Regions from separate parts of the Mus musculus genome. Here region 1 is linked to region 2. Evidence: chromatin contacts called from public HiCAR-type data. All regions are on one chromosome and are shown on one strand. The core of a region is the stretch at or near the end of the contact, and the rest is flanking DNA. Distances in the headings are between cores, read along the strand shown.

What was found. HiCAR-type assays count read pairs that join an accessible place to other places.
Region 1: a HiCAR-type map of embryonic stem cells shows a contact between it and region 2, with 2.4 times the contacts expected there. The contact joins the enhancer-like site here to the promoter of Cdk15 in region 2. A contact is called at or near these places in 8 of 39 promoter capture datasets (embryonic stem cells, frontonasal cranial neural crest, macrophages and 2 more), 13 of 484 Hi-C or Micro-C datasets (the G1E-ER4 cell line, the N1E-115 cell line, bone marrow-derived macrophages and 5 more), 3 of 115 datasets of contacts at active chromatin or transcription factors (embryonic stem cells and extraembryonic endoderm stem cells) and 2 of 9 other capture datasets (adipose tissue and macrophages).

What each region holds. Positions count from the first base shown.
Region 1 is chr1:59,374,550-59,378,606 of GRCm38.p6, forward strand. No RefSeq gene overlaps it. Among named protein-coding and RNA genes, the nearest start is that of Gm51625, 8.2 kb to the left of the region's middle. Within about 2 kb of position 1,697, at least 47 of the 459 cell types and tissues checked have an H3K27ac peak or open chromatin away from gene starts, as enhancers often do. A contact at or near this core is called in the G1E-ER4 cell line, cerebellar granule neurons, cerebellum and 1 more, where this site is marked.
Region 2 is chr1:59,253,873-59,258,238 of GRCm38.p6, forward strand. It overlaps Cdk15 (cyclin-dependent kinase 15), which reads left to right and starts at 3,034. Exons shown (of 14, transcript NM_001033373.3): 1 at 3,034-3,226; 2 at 3,944-4,084. The coding sequence starts at 3,101.

The sequences.
Region 1 (4,057 bases), core at 447-2,946, 120 kb after region 2:
CTTCTATTTATCATTCATTAAGAAGATGCCCCAACACCAGATCTTATGGAGGCTGATTCAAATTGACATAAAACTATCCAGCACGCGCACACACACACACACACACACACACACACACATATATTTGCACCTTTAAAATATGAATTAGACCTGGAGGTAAAGTACTTTAATGTGGATTAGGTCCTGGGTTTAACCTCATAACACCAAAAATCAAAACTAAAGTGAAACAAACAGGTAGTGTTAACTCTTCAAATGTCTGGCTTCCCTCTCACACTGCACACAGCAGTATGTGCTTGTCCATGGTTGTGGCTTCATTACTGAACCAGAGCATCGTGTCCCTGATGCTCAAGCTGTGGCATCCTGGGACACCGCTGACCTTGGCTTAAAAGGCCCTCCCAGGAGAATCCCAGGTTCACTCCTCAGACTCATGGAGGAACAGTTTCCTTCTACCAGTCTCTTTTACTGGCTGGATGGGAGCTCTCATCCAAAAGGCCTGAGGTGGTTTGAAGGCTTAGTCCTCAGTTGGTGGGACTGTTTGGGAAGGATTGGGAGGTGTGGCTTTGCTTAAAAAAGGTGTGTCATGGGGGCAGTCTTTGAGGTTTCAAAAGGACATGACATTCCCATTAGCAGGACTCTCTCTCTCTCTCTCTCTCTCTCTCTCTCTCTCTCTCTCTCTCTCTCTCTCTCCCCCCCCCCCTCTTTCTCGATTATGGATCATATGTAACCTCCAAAACCATTCCAGAAAGCCTGCTGCCATGTTCCCTGCCATGATGGTCACAGACTTACATTCTGGAACTGTTAGTCATCAAATTAAAGTGTGTGTGTGTGTGTGTGTGTGTGTGTGAGTGTTTGTGTGTGTGTGTGTTTACAAATTGGCAGGCTGGAGAGATGGCTCAGCAATTAAGCACACTGACTGTTCTTGCAGAGGTCCTGAGTTCAGTTCCCAGCAACCACCGGTGGCTCACAACCATCTGTAATGGAATCTGATGCCCTCTTCTGGTGTGTCTGAAGAGAGTAACTTTGTACTTACATACATAAAATAAATAAAAATTTTAGCTGGGCAGTGGTGGCACAAGCCTTTAATCCCAGCACTCGGGAGGCAGAGACAGGTGGATTTCTGAGTTCGAAGCCAGCCTGGTCTACAGAGTGAGTTCCAGGACAGCCAGGGCTATACAGAGAAACCCTGTCTCAAAAAACCAAAAATTATAATAAATAAATAAATATTTTAAAAATAATTTTTTTAAAAAAAGAATAACTGTGGTTGGGAATGAATAAAGTTTGGCGGTTCTTCAAGATTACAAATTGGCTTGGTCATGGTGTTTTGTCACAGCAGCAAAACAGTAACTAAGACAGAAGCTCTGCTCCTTTTCCCAGCACACCCCTATCTACAGAATCATTCAAGTTTAGGGTAAAGGCCTGGAGTTTCTTAACCCGAGCAGCATGGGGAAGAAAAACCAAGTGAGGACTTATGACCAGAAGACCTAAGCAGTTCTTCCTCCCCTTGGTGGATTCCAGTATCCAATTCTGGGGAGGGGCCAAGGGATAAAGAAAGTACTGTGCTATTGGGTGGTGGTAACAAGCCTGTGGAGGGGAGTGCTGGCCCCCACAGCAGACCACCCACCTATTCTGTGCCAGCCACTAAACATCAGCCCTCTATTCATCCCCATCCTTGGGGAGGAAACCGTGGGCTCAGGGATGAAAACAATTGCCCTGCCTGCCCCAGAGCAGCGGAAGGCAGAATTGAGCAGAAGACAAACGAGGGTGAATCCCAGACCGCTCTGAGCCGGTTCACTAGCCCCGCGATCTGGACTCCAGATGCAGGCAGTGAACGCTTGGCCCCACGTGCTCTGGGAGAATCCACCGGACATCATTCAGTGGCCTTCCGACTCGAGCACCTGGCCCACCACAAGCGGGCAGCTGTCACTGCTATTTTGGAGGCAATCATATATTTTTAATGACCTGCAAAATCTCCCTGTGAGAAGGGAGGGAGAGTTGAAATTACAGCCAAGCAATTTGCATTGCGAATCAAGTTGTCCTCCCTCCTGCCCTCCACGAATATGCAGAAATAAATGCCTCCTAATGAACCCTGGGGGCCTGGGGCTTTGATATGCATTCTGCTGGAGGGGTAAAGAGTCCTAAGCAGACTGAGACCCAGCAGGAAGTTGGAGCAGGAGGCCAAGGCAGTCCTCTTCCAGCCTTGGAGGAAGGAAATTGGATTATCTTGCTAGCAGTTGGTGGTTTTCTATCGCTTAGAACCACAGATGAGAGCCTCTCCTAGCCAGAACTGGAGTCAGTGCTATTTAACCAGCAGGCTCCTGGCCCTGCTACACCTTCCCCAGGCTGGCTTTGCTCACTGTATGCCCCAACCAGACTCCCCAAGTCTTCAGGCACTCCAAAGCTTTTTATCTTTTCCAGGATTTAAGAAAACCTGCTGGGAGCTGGAGAGATGGCTCAGCAGCTGAGAGGACCAGCTGATCTTCCAGAGGTCCTGAGTTCAAATCCCAGCAACCACACGGTGGCTCACAATCATCTGTAATGGAATCTGATTCCATCTTCTGCTATGCATGAAAACAGAGCATTCATATACATAAAATAAACAAATAAGTGTGTGTGTGTGTGTGTGGTCTGTGTATCTATACAAGTCTGTGATACTGATGGGGCTGTGTTGAGTTTGTGTTGTGAGTCTGAGGGTGTATGGACTTGGTATTTGTGTCAGCTTTCCAGTGTTTGCCAGTAATGGTTTGTGTGGACTTGTGAAAGGGCGAGAAGAGAAAGCCTGTTCGTTGCCTTCCTTCTGGATAGCAGCAAGGTCAGCGCAGAAAAAGGGGCTCCACAGGAGATCACAAGGTCCCTGGAGCCCCCTCCCCCCAAGTCACACCCTTTCCGGGACTAAAGGCGCCTCCGGCTGATCCTTCCCTCTAAACATCTTGCACGGCCATGCAAGGCCCCTCCAAGTTTAGACAAATAGGTCTGGCCTTCAGTCAGCTGGCACCCAATCCTACCCACCGGGATGAGTAGCCTCAGCTGTCTGCCCACTTCCTCTTTAAGTGATAGCCTGTGGATGGCAGATCCACCACCTTGTGGTAGACACTTGTGTGTTAATAAATGTGAGAGACTGGCATGCGTGGACTGGTAACTACTCAGTGCTCTGGGGCCACAGTGTGACAACCAGTATTGGAAGAAGATGATTTAGCCTAGGGTCTTAGAGCATCTCCAGGTACAACAGGTACAGGCCCGGACTAGGGCAGTGCCCATGGGAATAACCCCATTCCAGTATCAGTAAAGTCTTTCAGGATTTCTTTATTGCTGAAGACGCAGTGAGCACATATTTTGGCAACATCCCTATCAAGGTGACCCTGGAGGCAAGAGAGAAAGAAAAAAAAAAGAGAGAGAGAAAGGTATTGTTTTTTAGAAAACCACTTGAGTCATCACATTAATTAAAAGTAATTGAGAAATGACTGGATTGTTTTATTTAGACAACACCAACATTTAGGCTGTCCTAAACCCACGTTCTTCTTCTCCGCCTCCCTAGGGCCGGGATTGCAAGTTCATAGCACCATGCAAGTGTTGGAGTTTGACTTAAATGAATTTAAATACAAGACGACATTGATGAGACAACCAGGAAGTTTTGAAACCTGGGTGGCTATCAGTTAATATTCAGGAATTATTGTTGATGTTTTTAGATGTAATAATAGTATTGTGCTTATGTTAAAGTCAAGATCGTCTTTACTGTTTAGAAAATATGCTGAAATATCCATGGATTAAATAATGACTTCAAATAATCTCAATAGATGGCAGTTTGAGAGGCAGCAAGGGTACCAAACATAATCGGCAGGTGACAGTTCATAAAGGGCTTGGATTTTTTGGTTTGTTTCCATTATTTGTTTGTTTGTTTGTTTGTTTTGGATACAAGGTTTCTCTGCATAGCCGCGACTGTCCTGAAATACATTCTGTGGACCAGGCTAGGCTGGAACTCAGAAATTGGCCTGCCTCTGCCTCAGGAGTGTTGGGATTAAAAGTGTGCACTACCACCACCACCACTGGGCTTACAAAGGGT
Region 2 (4,366 bases), core at 1,784-4,283:
CTCTGTCCTTATTCAGAAATCTTTGTAACAAAAATGATTGTTTTGGACACAGAGCTTAAAAAAAAAAATCGTAAAGAGTCACCCAGTGTTTTTCCTTGACCTTCAGCAAACCATGAATTATTAAATTTTGAAAATTCTGAAGGATATTTTACAGTTTCCCTTCAGATGTCCTCTCTAGTTGGTAAACAACAATTTAATCCTTCAGAAATAAACCATCTACACACACACACACACACACACACACACACACATACACATATATACAAAGAGAAGTTAATTAACTAAAATAATCCTCTATTCAAGCATGTTTGTGAGTTAACTACACAATTCCTTCAGCTTACACAAATGCTGGCCATTTTGAATTTTTAAAACTTATTTGGTTTGGTGTGTCACCTGTACTTCTGGCAATTGGGAGGCTGAAGCCAGAGGCTTGCCACAAGTGCCAGACTTCTGAGGGCTACCTAGTGAGTTCCAGTCTAGCCTGGGCTACAGAATGAAATACTCTTCCACCCCTTCCCACACCCTAATCTAAAATTTATGAAATTATCTTAAAGCAGAACTTAGCTTATATTTCTTTCTTTCGTTTTTTTTAGTAAGGTCTTAATATGTAGTGCAGCCTGGCCTCAGACTCAGGATCCTTCTGTCTCACGTTCCTAAATGCCCAGATGATACATAGGTCTCTGTCACCACATCCAGCTAGGATGTAATTTGTCTATGACAAAATCCACCATCATCTTTGAGGAAAGAATCAACAAGTTGCATATGTCATGGTGTGCACATGGCCCTCAGAGGACAACTTGCCAAAGTTAGTCGGTTCCCTCTTCCCACCTTTAGGTTCCAATATGGAAAGTCAGGTCAGCAGTTTTGGTGCAGAGTCATCTACCCAATGGACCAGCTCACCAGATCTGAATGAGCGTTCCTGACAAATTTTATTACAATGAATACGTGAAAAATTATTATGATGAGAAAGAACTTCTCTCTCAGTTGTATGTCAGTCAAAAGTTTAGCTGCTTTTGAGGTGTAACTGATTTTATGCCTAGTCCCTATCCATTGTGCATCATTGGTCTCTTACTTTCTCTCTCTAAGTGTCTCAAACTTTATTTAGTAAATCCTTGAATGGACTTGCCTTAGATCGTATGTAGCAAATTGTTTCTCTTTTTGTCTTTGTTTTGACTCTGGAACCCAGACTGACCTCTAACTCATGGCAATCGTCTTGCTTGTTTCCCAAGTGCTGACAATGAAGGCATGGACCCTATACCTTGCTTGCTTGCTTGTAGCTATTTTGAAATAAAACTTAAAATATATGCTCAAGGTTAATGTCTTAGGGTTTCCATGGCTGTGAAGAAACACCGTGACCATCGCAACTCTTATAAAGGAAAACACTTAGCTGGGGCTGGCTTACAGTTTCAGAGGGTCAGTCCATTAGCATCAAGGCAAGAAGCATGGTGGTGATGTGCAGGCAGATATGGTGCAGGAGAAAGAGCTGAGAGTTCTACATTTTGATCCACAGGCAGCAGGAGACTACTGGGGCTAGCTTGAGCATATGAGACTTCAAAGACCACTTTTACAATGAAACACTTCCTCCAACAAAGGCACACCTACTCCAACAAAGCCACACCTCCTAATGCCTTCACTGCCTATGGGCCAAACATTCAAATGTATGAGTCTATGGGGGCCATTTCTATTCAAACCACTACAATTAGATCACATAAAAGTAAAGATTTAACGGAGGAAAGTTCAGAAGTTAACTATCCAGGGTACTGTTGTGATAACACATAGCCCCCTTTCTCATATTGTTGTGTATGTTATTGTGATTGACATATTATGATGGAAATAATATTATGCACCTCTCATAGAAAAAGAGTTCTATCTACAATCACAGACTACAAAGCAGTTTGATCCAGATTAGATTCCTAGAAATGCCAAGTACTAATATAGTATTTATAGACACTAAACATTAATTATACTGATATGAAAGGAAGGGAGGAATGGGGGAATGAGGAGATATGTGCATGTACACACACATCACACTCTCACACACACCACACTCTCACAAACTCTCACACAAACACTCACACATATACCAAACTCTCACACACACCACACTCACACACACCACACTCTCACACAGTTTCTGTTTCCTCTTTATTTGAAATTTGAAAAGAATCTCATTATGTAGTCCAGACTAGTCTTGAACTCATCACCCTGCTGTTTCAGTCTCCAAAGTACTGAGATTACAAGTGTGCCACTGGGGGTTGGGGAGATGGCTCAACAGTTAAGAGCACTGTCTGCTCTTCCAGAGGTCTTGGGTCCATCATACCCAGCTCAAACTCCGCTCTCCACCCTGACTCTCCACTATTTGTAGAGTATTAGCAACACAGGTAATCACTAGTGTTTGAAGGAATAGCTTTGCCCTGTCAGACTGAGATTGACTTTCGTTTGGAGGCAGAGAAGGAGTCAGAATCCTCAGCTCTCTTTCCATACCACCGTTCTGTGGTTCCTTTGACTCTAAAAGTTGGCTAGTTTGCAAACTCATTTTAATGTTGGAAAAACCAATCTGAGTCAGATGGCTCTCATCTGCAATCCCGGGACTGGAGAAGCTGAGGCAGGAGGATTACCTCCACTTGGAAACTAGCTGGGCTGCTGGGAGAGACTGCCTCAAAAGAAAAACAAGTTTGAAACCCAAGAGGCTTTCAGATGAAAGCAAGGGATAGAACACCCCTCAGCATGACCACTTTAGCCCCAGGGTAGGCCAATAAACACTAGGGTTATGCACATTCTGGGAAAGCGAGTGTATCCACAGAACTGACTTGTGGCTGGAGTGAGAGAGAGCTTACTCCAGTGTGCCCAGTTGTATTCTCTCGGGCAGAGCCTCCTTGTTTTTGAGTGTGCACACATGAGCGCTAGCTGCTGCGGTTCTGATGCATTCTTTGCACTGATGAGCTAAAACTGCTGAAGTCATGAGACTGCTCCAGGCAGAGCCCTCGTGTGAGTCACAGAGAAGCTCCTCTCTGCTGACCTCTGGCAGAGGGGGAGCAAATGAGAAGAGGCGGGTGGGAAGAGGTTCAAGGGCGGGTTTTCTCCTTGAACCTGGGCTAGTATGGGTCAAGAGCTGTGTGCAAAGAGGCTACAGCCAGGATGCAGTTGCTACCACCGTTCGGAGGGAGGGGAGGCGCACAGCTGTCAGAGAAGCCAGCCTGGAAGCACCGAGCCTGCTGTATTCGAGGTACTCGTATCCCGGGAGGAGCATCTTTCTTTATTAGTAAACCAAGCAATTCAGACAGACACTCCCTTTTGTAACAGAGTCTTATTCCTCTGCGGTAGGTCTAAACTCATAAAAAGAAAATTCTATTAAAGTCACAGAGGATTTATGGTTGTAGTTATCAAGTTTGGGGATGTACTTGTAAACCAGAAGAGGGGAATAAGCCTTGGGTTTGGCCGCTTTTGACTTGAAATAGAGAAAGTGGTTCTTCTCTGGACGTCTCTGAGCCACTAAATTGCAGGGCTGAACTGTAGAGGGCAAGCTGCCATACCGGTAGGTCCGCTGTGGATTCTCAGTTTCAGTAATTAGCTCGTGATTATTAGCAGTATCTTACTAAATTATTCTAAGGCATTACATTAAGTACCAAGGAAGGTGGGCAGGTACGGAGGAAACTGAGTTAAATGAAGAAATTGGGAGACACCCTTAAGGAGACTGGGTTAAACTGTGTAGGTGAAGGAAAAATTTAGTATTTCAGTAATTGGTACCATGGTTGTCTCTAAGAGATCTGACTTTCAGGAAACCTGCCTTTCAGGGGTGTGGGAAGCTTACAAACAATCAAACCAAAAACAAACAAACAAACAAACAAACCAAAAACAGGCAAATAAAACAAAGAAAAGGTTTTGCCAGCCATCACATTGTGACTTTGTACACATTTTGCTCCTGTACGTTCTTTTCCTCTAGCTAACAGAAGCATCCAGTTCCACGGCTTCATTTCACCCCAGGGGACTGGAGGCTGCCAGTGCCCAGAAGTTGAAGAGTAAAAGGCCCCGGAGTAACAGTGATTCTTTTCAGGAAGAGAATCTGAGGCAGGGGTTGCCATGGGTGAGTGAACTGCTGACAGGCATCAAGGAGAATTTCATGGGTGCCTGTCTAGGGAAGCTAGCCCTCACCTTCCAGGGATGCCTGTGTGGGCTTGCAAGTGCACTTACACATAGACAGATACACAGACATACACACACATGCACACACAGAGAGACAGTCACACAGACACACATGCACAGGCACATATACAGACACACACATACACATACACATACAAACATGCACACACACACACACACATGCACAAACAGGCATGCACACACAACACTCAGACATATACAG